2 separate regions of the Mus musculus genome follow, and region 2 is linked to region 1. The links are chromatin contacts, called in public HiChIP or PLAC-seq maps. All regions are on one chromosome and are shown on one strand. Each heading gives the region's core, a stretch centred on a gene start, on an enhancer-like site or on the middle of the called end of the contact. The rest is flanking DNA. Distances are from core to core; before and after follow the strand shown.

The links. HiChIP or PLAC-seq counts read pairs in DNA pulled down with a chosen protein or histone mark.
Region 2: an H3K4me3 HiChIP or PLAC-seq map of embryonic limb bud shows a contact between it and region 1, with 7 times the contacts expected there. The contact joins the promoter of Glmn here to the promoter of Barhl2 in region 1. A contact is called at or near these places in 1 of 39 promoter capture datasets (embryonic stem cells), 1 of 484 Hi-C or Micro-C datasets (embryonic stem cells) and 1 of 115 datasets of contacts at active chromatin or transcription factors (embryonic limb bud).

What each region holds. Positions count from the first base shown.
Region 1 is chr5:106,453,046-106,459,584 of GRCm38.p6, reverse strand. Barhl2 (BarH like homeobox 2) reads left to right here and starts at 1,419. Exons shown (of 3, transcript NM_001005477.1): 1 at 1,419-2,359; 2 at 3,910-4,135; 3 at 5,916-6,539. The coding sequence starts at 1,744. The coding sequence ends at 6,228. Gm33151 (a long non-coding RNA gene) reads right to left here and starts at 993. Exons shown (of 2, transcript XR_389476.3): 1 at 697-993; 2 at 1-142.
Region 2 is chr5:107,593,736-107,599,860 of GRCm38.p6, reverse strand. It overlaps Glmn (glomulin, FKBP associated protein), which reads left to right and starts at 2,222. Exons shown (of 19, transcript NM_133248.2): 1 at 2,222-2,317; 2 at 2,999-3,073; 3 at 5,983-6,108. The coding sequence starts at 3,035. Rpap2 (RNA polymerase II associated protein 2) reads right to left here and starts at 2,165. Exons shown (of 13, transcript NM_144911.3): 1 at 2,001-2,165; 2 at 1,294-1,339. The coding sequence starts at 2,073.

The DNA of each region.
Region 1 (6,539 bases), core at 170-2,669:
TACTCTGACATTCAACAAGAGACAGGTTGGAGACGTCCTGAAGAAAGAATGCAAGTTGATACCCTCCGACAAGGCGGCGTCACAGTCGCGTTCCAGGTCCCAAATGGATCGGCGGTGACTGTTTCCTTTCCAAAACCAAGGCCTGCCACAGTGGGGAGGGGATGGAAGCATTGGAGGGAGGAGCTGCGGGAGCTCAGGCTGCGGACCAGCCACCCAGTTCCCGCGGCCCCACAGCAGCCTGATGCCGCAGGGAACCACAGCTGCCCGCGCCGCTGGAGAACGCCTCGCCCGGGGTTTTTCCCGGTTCGGGAGAAAGTGCTTGGCCCGGCATTTCTTCCAGCACAGGCTCTGACTGGAGACAAAGCGGGATTTGGAGCCAAAGGCCCGATCCTTCCCGACAGGGGGGTCAAAGATGTAGCCCCCCAGCTCAGTGCCTCTCCTGGATCTGCTACCCGGTTGGACCGAGCTGGAGCGCACCGGCTCCTGTGGGGAGAGTAGAGCTCAGACGTTGCAGGCCCACGCGGAGCTCTGGCTCTGGTGTCACACACTTCCCCGTGGGGTCCCTCAGCACCTCTATCCCCTGCTCCTCGTGTTTCCGCTCTGCTCAAGCGTGCTTGGGAACCGTGCGAGCGGGGCTGCGCTGCAGGCCACCGGGAGCCGCAGGATCCTTTTGCCCTTCGCGGCCTCTCCACTCACCCTCCAATCTGACTTAGCACGGGCACATCTAACGATCCGTACTGCTTCCCCGCTTCCCGCCCGGGGGCTCCCTTCTCCAGTGCCCTTCTGGTCTCTCCCCATCTCCCTGGCCGGGTACTCGTTACAGTGGGTACCACTTGGACCCCTGGAGTAGGCGTTGGGCTCAGGGCTGCGGGCGCACCGAGGTTCGGTTCTCAAAAGAGCAGCGGGGTTCGAGGCGCGCTGCTGACGGGCTGGCCAGGAGCGCGCCCATTGGCTCCCGGCACGCCGGCGTCGCTGGCTGGCGCGCAGCGGCCAATGGGGCGCGGGGCCCGGGCGGCGGGGGCGCGGGCGGGGAGCGGCGGCGGGGGCCGTGACGTCACGGGAGGGGGTCGGCGCCGCCCGCGAGCCCGCGGATGACAAGCCAACGCGCGGGGCAGCGGCGGGAGTCGCCGGGCGCCGCCTGTCCGCGGTCTCCTGCGCCCGCGCTTGCTCCTTCGCTGCTTCTCCTCCTCCCGGGGCGGCGGCGGCCGCGTTCGCTCCGCAACTTTCCAACAAAGTTCAGAAACTCGGCTCCGGGACTGCCGGGTCACGCACGGCGGTCACCTCCGGGACCGCCCGGCCTTAGCGGTCGCTGCACCTGCTCCGGCCGCCGCCGCCGCCGCCCGGGATCGGGCAGTGGGCAGACCCAGGCGGCGGCGGTGGCGGTGCAGGTGGCGGCGGCGGGGTTGCTCCAGCGGCCAGCATCTTAGTCTCGGTGCTGCTCTCCGCTGCCACCGCCCACGTGCGCGGTGGTCCAGCGGAGCGGAGCACACCTTCCCGCTTGTGGCATTTGGGGGCTTTCCCCTCAAATTTTTTTCTCTTTACTTTTTGTATAAGGGGGAAAAGTTGAGTCGAAAGTGCCCACCAATTGTCACCTCCCATTATCCTTCATTCCCTCCCCACTTTTTTTTTTTTTTAAAGCAGTGTCAACGCTTTTTAGTGTCTATTTTGTTTTACGATCGGTAGTTTCCCTTGCTTGGTCCCGGCGGCGGCTGATCCGCGGAGTAGCGTGGACCTCATGTAGAAATGACAGCAATGGAAGGGGCCAGCGGGTCGAGTTTTGGAATAGACACTATTTTGTCCGGTGCCGGTTCCGGGAGCCCCGGCATGATGAACGGGGATTTCCGATCGCTCGGTGAAGCGAGGACAACGGATTTTAGGAGCCAGGCCACCCCGTCACCCTGTTCGGAGATTGATACCGTGGGAACGGCGCCCTCTTCACCGATCTCGGTCACCCTGGAACCCCCGGAGCCGCATCTTGTGACAGACGGACCCCAGCATCACCATCACCTCCACCACAGCCAACAGCCGCCGCCACCATCCGCGGTCCCCGCGCAAAGTTTGCAGCCTTCGCCCCAACAGCAACCGCCGCCGCAGCCGCAGTCAGCAGCCCAGCAGCTGGGCTCGGCCGCCGCGGCCCCCAGGACTTCCACCTCTTCCTTTTTAATTAAGGACATCTTGGGAGACAGCAAACCCCTGGCGGCTTGTGCACCCTACAGCACCAGCGTTTCTTCTCCTCATCACACCCCGAAGCAGGAGAGCAACGCGGCACACGAGAGCTTCAGGCCAAAGCTTGAGCAGGAGGACGGCAAAACCAAGCTGGACAAGAGAGAAGACCCCCAGAGCGACATCAAATGCCACGGTGAGTTGCGCCGGAGCTGCCCGGGTCACTTGAGTGACCGCCGAAGGAGAGGGGCCTAGGCGTGCGATTTAGCGACGCACCTTAAGTTCTGTTGGTTACATTTCTGCCCCACAACCTTTGCGGCCATCCGGCTCCGTTCTTTGTTTTACTTAATTTTAAATGTGCTGGAGGAAGGTGGTAACTGAAGAGATAGGATGGGAGACACTTTTCGTTGAAAACAGAGGCTTACTTGGGATTTTTTTTTTTTCTTCTTTTAGCTGAGACCTTGGGAATGGGAGTGGGAAGGGGTGGAGAGAAGCTGGTAGCCAGTTGTGGTTGTCTAGGTCTGTGATCACAACTTGATGTTTATTTTTGAATGCAATACCACCCCAGTATTTTCCAAATGCCCCCTCCATGTTTTCTAAATGCCGTCACAGGAATTGTCTGATTTAATGTTAGAAAAATTTCCAACATTATTACAGGAGCAATTCATTTTTACTAATTGATGATTAATACAGAAAACAAATCATAGCCTGTTTTTTAAGAACACCCTTCTCACCGATACCCCTCTTCTGGCCCTTTCCAATAACAAATATTTGTGAAAACTAAATTTTATGGAATTTGTTTTTGTAAAATCAAGACAACAATGGAAATTTATCTTTTAATACCCTATTTTCGTCTTGGGCAATTTCAATTTCATAAGTAACTGTTCTTGTCTTTGCATTGCAAAAGATTTTAAAACACCAGGGAGATTTCCCCCATCTTTAGTGGTATTATTATTATTATTATTATTATTATTAATGCTTAATTTTTCTCTGGTAAGGATTGCAATCTAGAAGGTTCCTACCTTCTAGGACATGGGCTCTTCATTTTACTGTTTATAGCATTAGCATAATAGTGCCCCAAACAGATGTACAGTCTGGTCTGGCGATTTCTCGTTCACCAACCTCCCCAGTGGGTCAATTAGAGAGATTATTGTTCTTCCTGCAGGGAAGATCAAGGAGTACTGCACAAACCGGTACAAACGGAGAGGGATTGACATATCGATTTCCTAGCATTTCAGCAAAAAACCAAACTTGACAAATAGAATCCGGAAATTTCTGTGCTGTCACCTGGATGGGCTCAAGTGTTTTTTGAGCTCAGTTCAGTGACACATTCTCTCTGAAGCTTGGAAGGGACCCGATACAGAGGAGGTCTGCAGAAGGTTTGAGTCTTAACATTTTCCAAATGCATCTGAAAAGAAACAAAGGCATCTAAGTTCCAGCTAGCAGGAAAAATATTAGAGCAACGTCCTGAAGTCTGCCTGTCTTGAAAACAGAGTAGAAAGACTTTGGAGAGTGCCTTACAAAGAACATCCCTTTGAAAACAACAAAGAGGAGCATAACATAACCTCCTCTCAGACCAAAGAGAACTAGAAACAGGAGACCACAGACACTTAAACTCTCTCAGGCCTCTCTGCTCTCCAAGGCCCAGGAAAGGGTGTGGGGGTGTGGAGGTGTGTGCCAGGTGGACACTCCTCTCTTCCTCGGTTCAGGCTGATTTACAGAACCCTGTCACTGTTTCTACCCTAGGAACAAAGGAGGAAGGAGACCGGGAGATTACAAGTAGCCGAGAGAGTCCCCCCGTGAGAGCCAAGAAACCTCGAAAGGCCAGGACAGCTTTCTCAGACCACCAGCTCAACCAGCTGGAGCGTAGCTTTGAGCGGCAGAAGTACCTAAGTGTCCAGGACCGAATGGACCTGGCGGCCGCACTCAACCTCACTGACACCCAAGTCAAGACCTGGTACCAGAACCGAAGGTGAGGAGAGCCACTGGGTCCCTGCAGGCCAGGCCGGTACCATCTTCTCTCCTGGAGATGCGGGACAGAGAGTCACAGGGTCTGTAGTGGGTATTCTTGGGGCAGAGGTTAGGCACACATCCAAATGGGAGTGACTGAGGACACCGGGAGTTTGAACACTTTTGTGCTCTAAATGTCTTAACATTTGGTTCTCTCTCCCTGCCCCCCAGAAACTCGAGGCACCACAGTTTCCCTCATTTTGTCCTCAAGTCAAGCCGCACTCAGGTTGAAATATCTGTGTAACTGACACCCAGGAGGAATCTGTGTGCGCAGAGTACCCTTAGAACTGCCACAAGCTGGCTCCAAATATCTGTGTCAAGCAACATGGCCTAGCTATTGAGATCTTCACAGAGCTGTCCCACCAGCCTTGGCTTAAATGTTAGGCAGTTGGGAAAGCCAAAGTCCAAGCCTTGGTTGCCATAACATGGAAGATCAGGGAAACCCATCTGGATTAGAGCTGGACTGGAGGCCATGGGCTGGAGAATCAGGCAGCTGCTTGAGCATCTACTCAACAGTGTGCGTGGGGGAAGGGGAGGGAATTGTCTGTCCCCATGTCCTGGCTGTTTCTGCAGTCTCATAAAGAGGAAGGGTGGGGAGGGGACACAAACCCTGTCCCATGTGACTGATTAAAAAAAGACATTAAGAAAGTGTCTGGCCTCACCCTGGTGGCTAGGGACAGACTTGGGCAGTAGGAGTTGAGGTTATGTCCTGTTTCCACACCTGGTGCTAAACTCTCTAGGCTCAATTCTCTGCCCCCTCTGTCGTTTGTGTCCTAATCGTTCATAAGTGGGGTTGGAAATGCCCGTCCAGTTGTCATCTTACCATAATTTTCTGTCTCATTACATACGGTTTCAGCCACCCTAATTCTGTCGGAGAACATTAGTGTCATCTGTAGCCAATTTAAAACCGGCGACATGTTTATTAATTTGGCTAGAGCTGCTGGGTATGGATGCTCCACCAGGCTTGCCTTCCTAGGGCATTCGAGTAAAGTCCTCTCTCCCAGCTTGGTGCAGTGGGAAGAGAGGAGACCCCCTCCCCCCAAAAAAAATGGATCACAGGGTTTAAGCACTACTTTCTCTTTTAAGGAGAGAATATCTTGAGACCCATTTCCTTCCACCTAGAATGGTCGGAGGTACCGCTCCCTAGGGAGAGCTCACTCTCAAACGAATTCCAGTTTGAACCTCGTCGCCCTTCTTCCCTAAGCCTGTAATGCCTGGTCAGACTTAGGGAGGAACTGTCCCGGCAGCCATGGAGAGTGCAAACCCGGAGTGTCAGCCGCCCTTTGTTTCTGGTTTTGGTTTCCTTGGGTGTGATGGGGGGAGGGGCCGAGATCCAACCTTTCTGAGATTTCTGGTCAGAGAAGATTGGAGGAGAATTGGGGGACCAAGGGAAGAAGGCTGGTGAAAAGATGGGATTTCATTTGGCCTCCGGGAAAGTTGCAGGATATAGTTAAATCGTGGGGCAGACTGTAGGGCAGAGGGCCAGAGAAGGCAGTGAAGCTTGTACGACTCCATCTGCGAGTGTCCCCACGTAGAAGACGTAGTTTGAAGAACTGATTTTGGGCCTGGGCCGTCCTGAGAGCGCGTGGGTGAAGCAGAGTGGGGGTGGGGGCAGGAGAGGTGTATTTGAGGTTCCCCAGGCCTTCCTGAAGTAGGGAGGATAGGGGAGAGCGGGGAGCGGCGGGCGCGGTCCCGGGACCATCCTCCGCAGCCGCCACCCGCGCCCACCCGATTTCTTTCAGAACCAAGTGGAAGCGGCAGACTGCAGTGGGCCTGGAGCTGCTAGCCGAGGCCGGGAACTACTCCGCGCTGCAGAGGATGTTTCCGTCGCCTTATTTCTATCACCCAAGCCTGCTGGGGAGCATGGACAGCACCACGGCGGCGGCGGCGGCCGCGGCCATGTACAGCAGCATGTACCGAACTCCTCCAGCACCTCATCCGCAGCTGCAGCGGCCGCTGGTACCCCGCGTGCTCATCCACGGCCTGGGGCCTGGGGGACAGCCGGCCCTCAACCCTTTGTCCAACCCCATCCCAGGCACCCCGCATCCCCGGTGAGGAAGGAGGGACAGGAGGGACAGTGCCACAGCCCTCCAGGTTCCCACCTCACCCCGGACGGCTGCCCCGCCTCTTCCCGCACCAAACCAACTGGAATAGAGGCAGAGGAGTAAAAGGGGGAGCTCACCGGTGGGCTGGGGTCCCCAAGGACCAGCCAGCTCTCAGATCTCCATCTGCCCACTCAGAGGCAGGGCTGCAAAGCTCCCCGAGTGTGACTGGAGAAAATACTGAAAAGTGCAACCAGTAAGTGAAAACACCCATCCACCCACACATACACACACACACACACACACACACACACACACACACAC
Region 2 (6,125 bases), core at 973-3,472, 1.1 Mb before region 1:
AGCATTTTCTTAGTGATTGATGGGAAGGACCCAGCCCATTTGTGGATGATGTTATCCTAGGGCTTATGCTGTATGAAAGCAGGCTGAGCAAGCCATGCTCAACAAGCCCGTAAGGAGCACTCCTCCATGGTATCTGCATCGGCTCCTGCCCCAAGGTTCCTGCCCTGCGTGAGTTCCTGACCTGACTGTCCTTCCGTGATGAGCAGTGATACGGAAGTGGAAGCTCAGTTCTTGTGAGCAAAACCGACTTGTTCAACAACACATCCTAAGGGCCTAACTCAAATACAGACGATCTTGTATTTGGAAATTATCTTGCAAGAAGAGTCGGTGAGTCCTGAAGTGATGAATGTTAGTCTCTTCAGATGAGTTTTGCTCTAGCTATCTCCTCTGTGACACGAGAGGCCATGACTTTTTGGAAGCTCTAAACTGTAAAGGATGCTTTTGGTTGGTTTGTTTTTAAGTTCCTATTTAACGTTACAAAGAAGACAAAAACAAAATAAAAGAAAACAAAAAAACGGGCAGTGGTGGAGAACGGTTTTAATCCCAGCACTTGGGAGGCAGAGGCAGGCGGATTTCTGAGTTTGAGGCCAGCCTGGTCTACAGAGTGAGTTCCAGGACAGCCAGGGCTATACAGAGAAACCCTGTCTCGAAAAACCAAAGGGGGGGGGGAGGGGAAAGAAAGAAAGGAAGGAAGAAGGAAAGAAAGAAAAGAAAGAAAAAAGAAAAGAAAAACAAAACAACAACAGAACAAAAAACCCAGAAGACAAAAGGTGCCTTGAAGTGATAAAGAAAGAACCTGCTTCAGCGAGCTTGGCACATACAACAGTAATAGTGTACCTGAAGAAATGGGAAAGATTGGTTAATTCAGGAACTATGTCCCCAGAACTTTCTACAGGTGTTCATGATAGTTTCCAACAGCCTAAGCCTCCACATTGGTTTTCCTACAGCTGAAGGACAGAGCAGTCTTACGTGAGAATCGACAGTGCTTCCTGAGTCTTCAGTATTTTCTCAAGAAAGGTATGCACTATGCTTTTAAACTATTTGGGCTGGAGTATAGCTCGGTAAATTAGACAAAGAGCTTCATTAGAATGTACAAAGTCTTTAAGTTCAATTCCCAGATTGCAAGATCAGAAAACAGAACATCAAAACAAAAAAACCAAAACCAAAAAGAAAAAAGAAAAAAAAAAAAAAAAAAAAGAAAAGAAAAAAAAAAAGAAAAGAAAAAAAAAACCAAATCAGATTGAATTAATGAGATAAAAGCAAAGTGAAATGCAGATGCCCACGTGGTTCTACCTTTTAGATGCATCTCCTCGTTTCAGGGCTCGGGTCTGTTTAGTACCTACAATTGAAGAGAGAAAAGTCAAGTGCCAATGCATTTGATGTAGCAGAGTAGTCCCCAAATATCACACTGTAGGCACCATTTCCTTTTCTCTCACACATCTCATTTCCAACTTCGATGTGTACAAAAAAAGAAAAACAACCCCCCCCCCAGAAAAACAAAAACAAAAGGGGGGGCTAAACAGGAAGCAAATTCAATTGTTTCTGTAAATTAATTACATTTTACATTTTCATGACGGCAGTCTCTTCGAGGACTCTTTCTCATCGGATGCGCTTTAATCAAGTGCTTTTAAAACACTCTCTAAACTGGGTTCCTTTAGAATAAACATTGCTCAGTCTCCCAAATGTTTGTTCCCTTGCCTAAAGAGAGGAGTCTGAGACCTCAGAGACCAGATATCAAAGCAATCCAAGGTTCAAGGCAACTGACCACCACCTGCCTTGGCCACTTGTTCCCACGTACGGGTAGATCCTAAAACCCCTGTGTAAGAGTGTGGGATTCCTCCCCCGAAGGCACTAGGACAGCCTGCGTTGGGAAGCTCTGGGCCTCATCCACCCGGAGTTCTCGCTCTCCCCGGCGCAGCCTCAGAAAGAGGCCCGCGCGTGCGTGGTACTCAAACCAAGGTCTCAGGGTCCCAGCCTGGGACGGTGGCTCTTGTTCGTACCGGTAGCATCTCGGTGGGTGCTGGAAGCCCGGGTACTTGGGCCTAGAGAGCAAGGTACGGCAGAGTCAGCCATGGGGAAATGCGGTCAGAAGAGGGGGTCGGGACAGCACATCTACCTCCTCACGCTTCGCCCGGAACCGGGCTGGGGGCGGGCCCAGGGAGGGCGGGGCGAGCGGCGGAGGGGGCGGGCCCAGGGCGGGGCGGGGCGAGCGGCGGAGGGGGAGGGTCCGGTCCGGGGGCGGGGCCAGGAGTGCGGCCTGCGCTACCTGAAGTGGAGAAGGAGGAGGAGGGCAAGAGGCAGGCGCGTGGATCGGCGGGTAGGTAGACATGCTGGGTCGGGCGGATCGGGCTCGCCGAACAGGACCTGCGCCGCACGCGGCTCTCCTGCTCGGCCTCTGGAGGTGCTGGAGCCTGGACACCCTGCCCTGCAGGAGCAGGGAGAAATGGCCTCCCTTCGCCTCAGCCAGGCGCGGTAGGGTGTGATTTTCCTGTTCGCGCCTGCGGGGCAAGGACCTTCGCTGCTGGCCTCCTTTTCGTGATACTCGGTGATCTCACTGACGATTGTTTATGTGAGGAGGGAGATCCTGTGGAGAATGGGGTGGGCGGCATCGGAATCTTCAACTTCTTTGGGTGACTTAATTATGTTGGATTCCAGTTTTTGTCAATGGGACATTTAAAAAAATTACTTAATGATTAGATTTTTCATTCCAGGTCCACAATTTGGATTTTTGTTTTCCTTTTAAACAAAGGCTTTTCTAGTAGTTCTTTCTAGGGCTCTTTTTATTTTTTTACTCGTCATTCTTTAAAAATTACTTTCTTTAGGCATTATATCAGGGGCTTTTAAAAATGCTTCATTAGGCTAACACAGTAACGTTCAGTAATAGCAGTTAACCTATAAAACTTTACATTGTGTTTGTTGTCTAATAATTCAGAATGAAACGGTTTATGAAACATAATTTACATGGTATCACACAATTAACTGGGTTTTTTTGTATTAGTTCATTACAGCATCAAAATTAGGAAAATAATTAGGAATGGCTGTGGAGGAACTTCAGAGCATAATAAAAAGATGTGTAAGTACTTCTCCGAAAACACCTTTAAATATATGGGAAGGGCATAGAGTATCTTTACTTTGTGGTCACTCATGTTATTTATCTTAACTAAATTCTGCTTCTTCTTTTTTGACTTGTAAATATCAAAAAATCAGGAAAGTAGATTAGATGATAATGATGATGGTGGTGGTGACTTTCAATCCTAGTACTTTTGGGAGGCAAAGGCAGAGGGGTCTCTGATTTTGAGGCTGGCCTGGTTTACATGGTAAATTTCCAGGACAGCTTGGGCTATGGAGAGAGAGAGAGAGACCCTCGCTCACAAGGGGCATAAGGGGCTAGAGAGATGGTTCAGTGGTTAAGAGCACTTGTTCTTGCGGAGGACCTGGGTTCATTTCTCAAAACCCAGGCCCTGTTCTGGCCCACAATGGGCATCAGGCACATGCATATGTATGAAGGTAAACGTTAGTAAATTGTATTTAAAAGCATATTAAATCATGTACATGTCTGTTTATGTGTGTTGGTAGGGGGTATATATGAGTATAAGTGCCTGGCATGGAAGCCGTAGCGTTAGGACCACTCAGAGCTGGAGTTACAGGTGGTTGTGAGCCACCTGATCTGGGTGCTGGGAATTGAACTCAGGTCCTCTGCAAGGATAGTATTTGCTCTTATCTACCAAACCATTTCTCTAGTCCCAGTAGTCTTTAATTTTAAATTTCTTATTGTTTTCATAAGTTTCTCTGGTACAGTAGGTTCAAGATCACTCCTTAAGCCATACTGATTCATGCTTATAGACAGCAGTCAGGAGCTGTGACAAGAGGACCTGAAATTTCCAGGTCAGCCTAAGCCTCCTCATGAGAGCCCGTCTCAAAAGCCAAAATGAATAAAGCCAATCATTAAAATATTAGGATAATTCTAATTTTTATCTGTGTCTTAGTCAGGGTTTCTATTCCTGCACAAACATCATGACCAAGAAACAAGTTGGGGAGGAAAGGGTTTATTCGGCTTATACTTCCATACTGCAGTTAATCACCAAGGAAGTCAGGACTGGAAGTCAAGCAGGTCAGAAAGCAGGAGCTGATGCAGAAGCCATGGAGGGATGTTCTTTACTGGCTTCCCCTGGCTTGCTCAGCCTGCTCTCTTATAGAACCAAGACTACCAGCCCAGAGATGGTCCCACTCACAAGGGGCCTTTCCCCCTTGATCACTAATTGAGAAAATGCCTTACAGTTGGATCTCATGGAGGCATTTCCTCAACTGAAGTTCCTTTCTCTGTGATAACTCCAGCTGTGTCAAGTTGACACAACGAGCCAGTACAATTGACCCCTTGTCAACTTGACACACAAACACATCACTAGTAAGCCTCAACCCTTGCATTCTTATTCATCCCCAAGGTCTAAATAACTTTAAACGTCTCAAAGTCTTTACATATTCTTAAAATTTCAATCTCTTTAAGATATCCATCTCTTTTAAAATCCAAAGTCTTTTTACAATTAAAAGTCTCTTAACTGTGGGCTCCACTAAAATAGTTTCTTCCTTTAAGAGGGAAAATATCAGGGCACAGTCACAGTCAAAAACAAAAATCAATCTCCAACCATCCAATGTCTGGGATCCAACTCAAGATCTTCTGGGCTCCTCCAAGGGCTTGGGTCACTTCTCCAGCCATGCCCTTTGAAGCACACGCGTCATCCTCTAGGCTCCAGATGCCTGTACTCCACTGCTGCTGCTCTTGGTGGTCATCTCATGGTACTGGCATCTCCAAAACACTGCATGACCCCTTCAGTCCTGGGCCGTCAATTGCAACTGAGGCTGCACCTTCACCAATGGCCTTCCATGGCCTCTCACAGTGCCACGCCTCAGCTGCTCTGTGTGACCCCTTCATGCCTTCAAAACCAGTACCACCTGGGTGACCCTTACATATTACCAAGTCCCGCTGCAGCAGGAGTACAACCTTGGCCATCTCTGGAACACAGCATCTTTGTGCTTTCAGAAAACACTTCCCAGAAGATGTCACCTCAAAGATGCTGGTCTCTTTTTAATCACTGCTAATTTCTTAGCTCCAGCTAACCAGCATCAATAGTCCCAGTAATGCAAAGTTTTTGCTTTAGTAGTTCTGGTATCTTGTTAATCACAGCTGATTCTTCAGCCCCAGCTAACCAGAACTACAGAATCTTCACAATCAAAAACAGCAGTGGCCCTGAAAAGAGGCTTTAATTTTCCCTCTGAAATTTCACAAGCCAGACCTACATCTTCTGCACTGTTCTCAACATTATCTTCCAAGCTCCTACACAACATCTGACAGAGCTCTTAACAACGAATGGATCTTCAAGCCCAAAGTTCCAAAGTCCTTCCACAGTCCTCCCCAAAACAAGGTCAGGTTGTCACAGGAATACCCCACTATGTTGGTACCAATTTGTCTTAGTCAGGGTTTCTATTCCTGCACAAACATCATGACCAAGAAGCAAGTTGGGGAGGAAAGGGTTTATTCAGCTTACAATTCCATACTGCTGTTTATCACTAAGGAAGTCAGGACTGGAACTCAAACAGGTCAGGAAGCAGGAGCTGATGCAGAGGCCATGGAGGGATGTTCTTTACTGGCTTGCTTCCCCTGGCTTGCTCAGCCTGCTCTCTTATAGAACCAAGACTACCTACCAGCCCAGAGATGGTACCACCCACAAGGGGCCTTTCCCCCTTGATCACTAATTGAGAAAATGCCTTACAGTTGTATCTCATGGGCATTTCCTTAATGGAAGCTCCTTTCTCTGTGATAACTCCAGCTGTGTCAAGTTGACACAAAACTAGCCAGTACAATCTCTGTAACATGTTCATTTTTGCTACAATTTAAGATTTCAGTTTTTTTCCTAGAGATAAAATCAGGAAGTCATTTATATTAAATCTATATTTGCATCTGTGTGAATTTTTTATTGTTTACAGCAAATCCTAGAAGAGCATGATTTTAAAGAAGAAGATTTTGGCCTCTTTCAGTTAGCAGGTCAAAGATGCATTGAAGATGGTTATATAAACCAGCTGCTAGAGATTATTCAAGATGAAAAGAACAAGGTAAGCCCAGGCTCTGT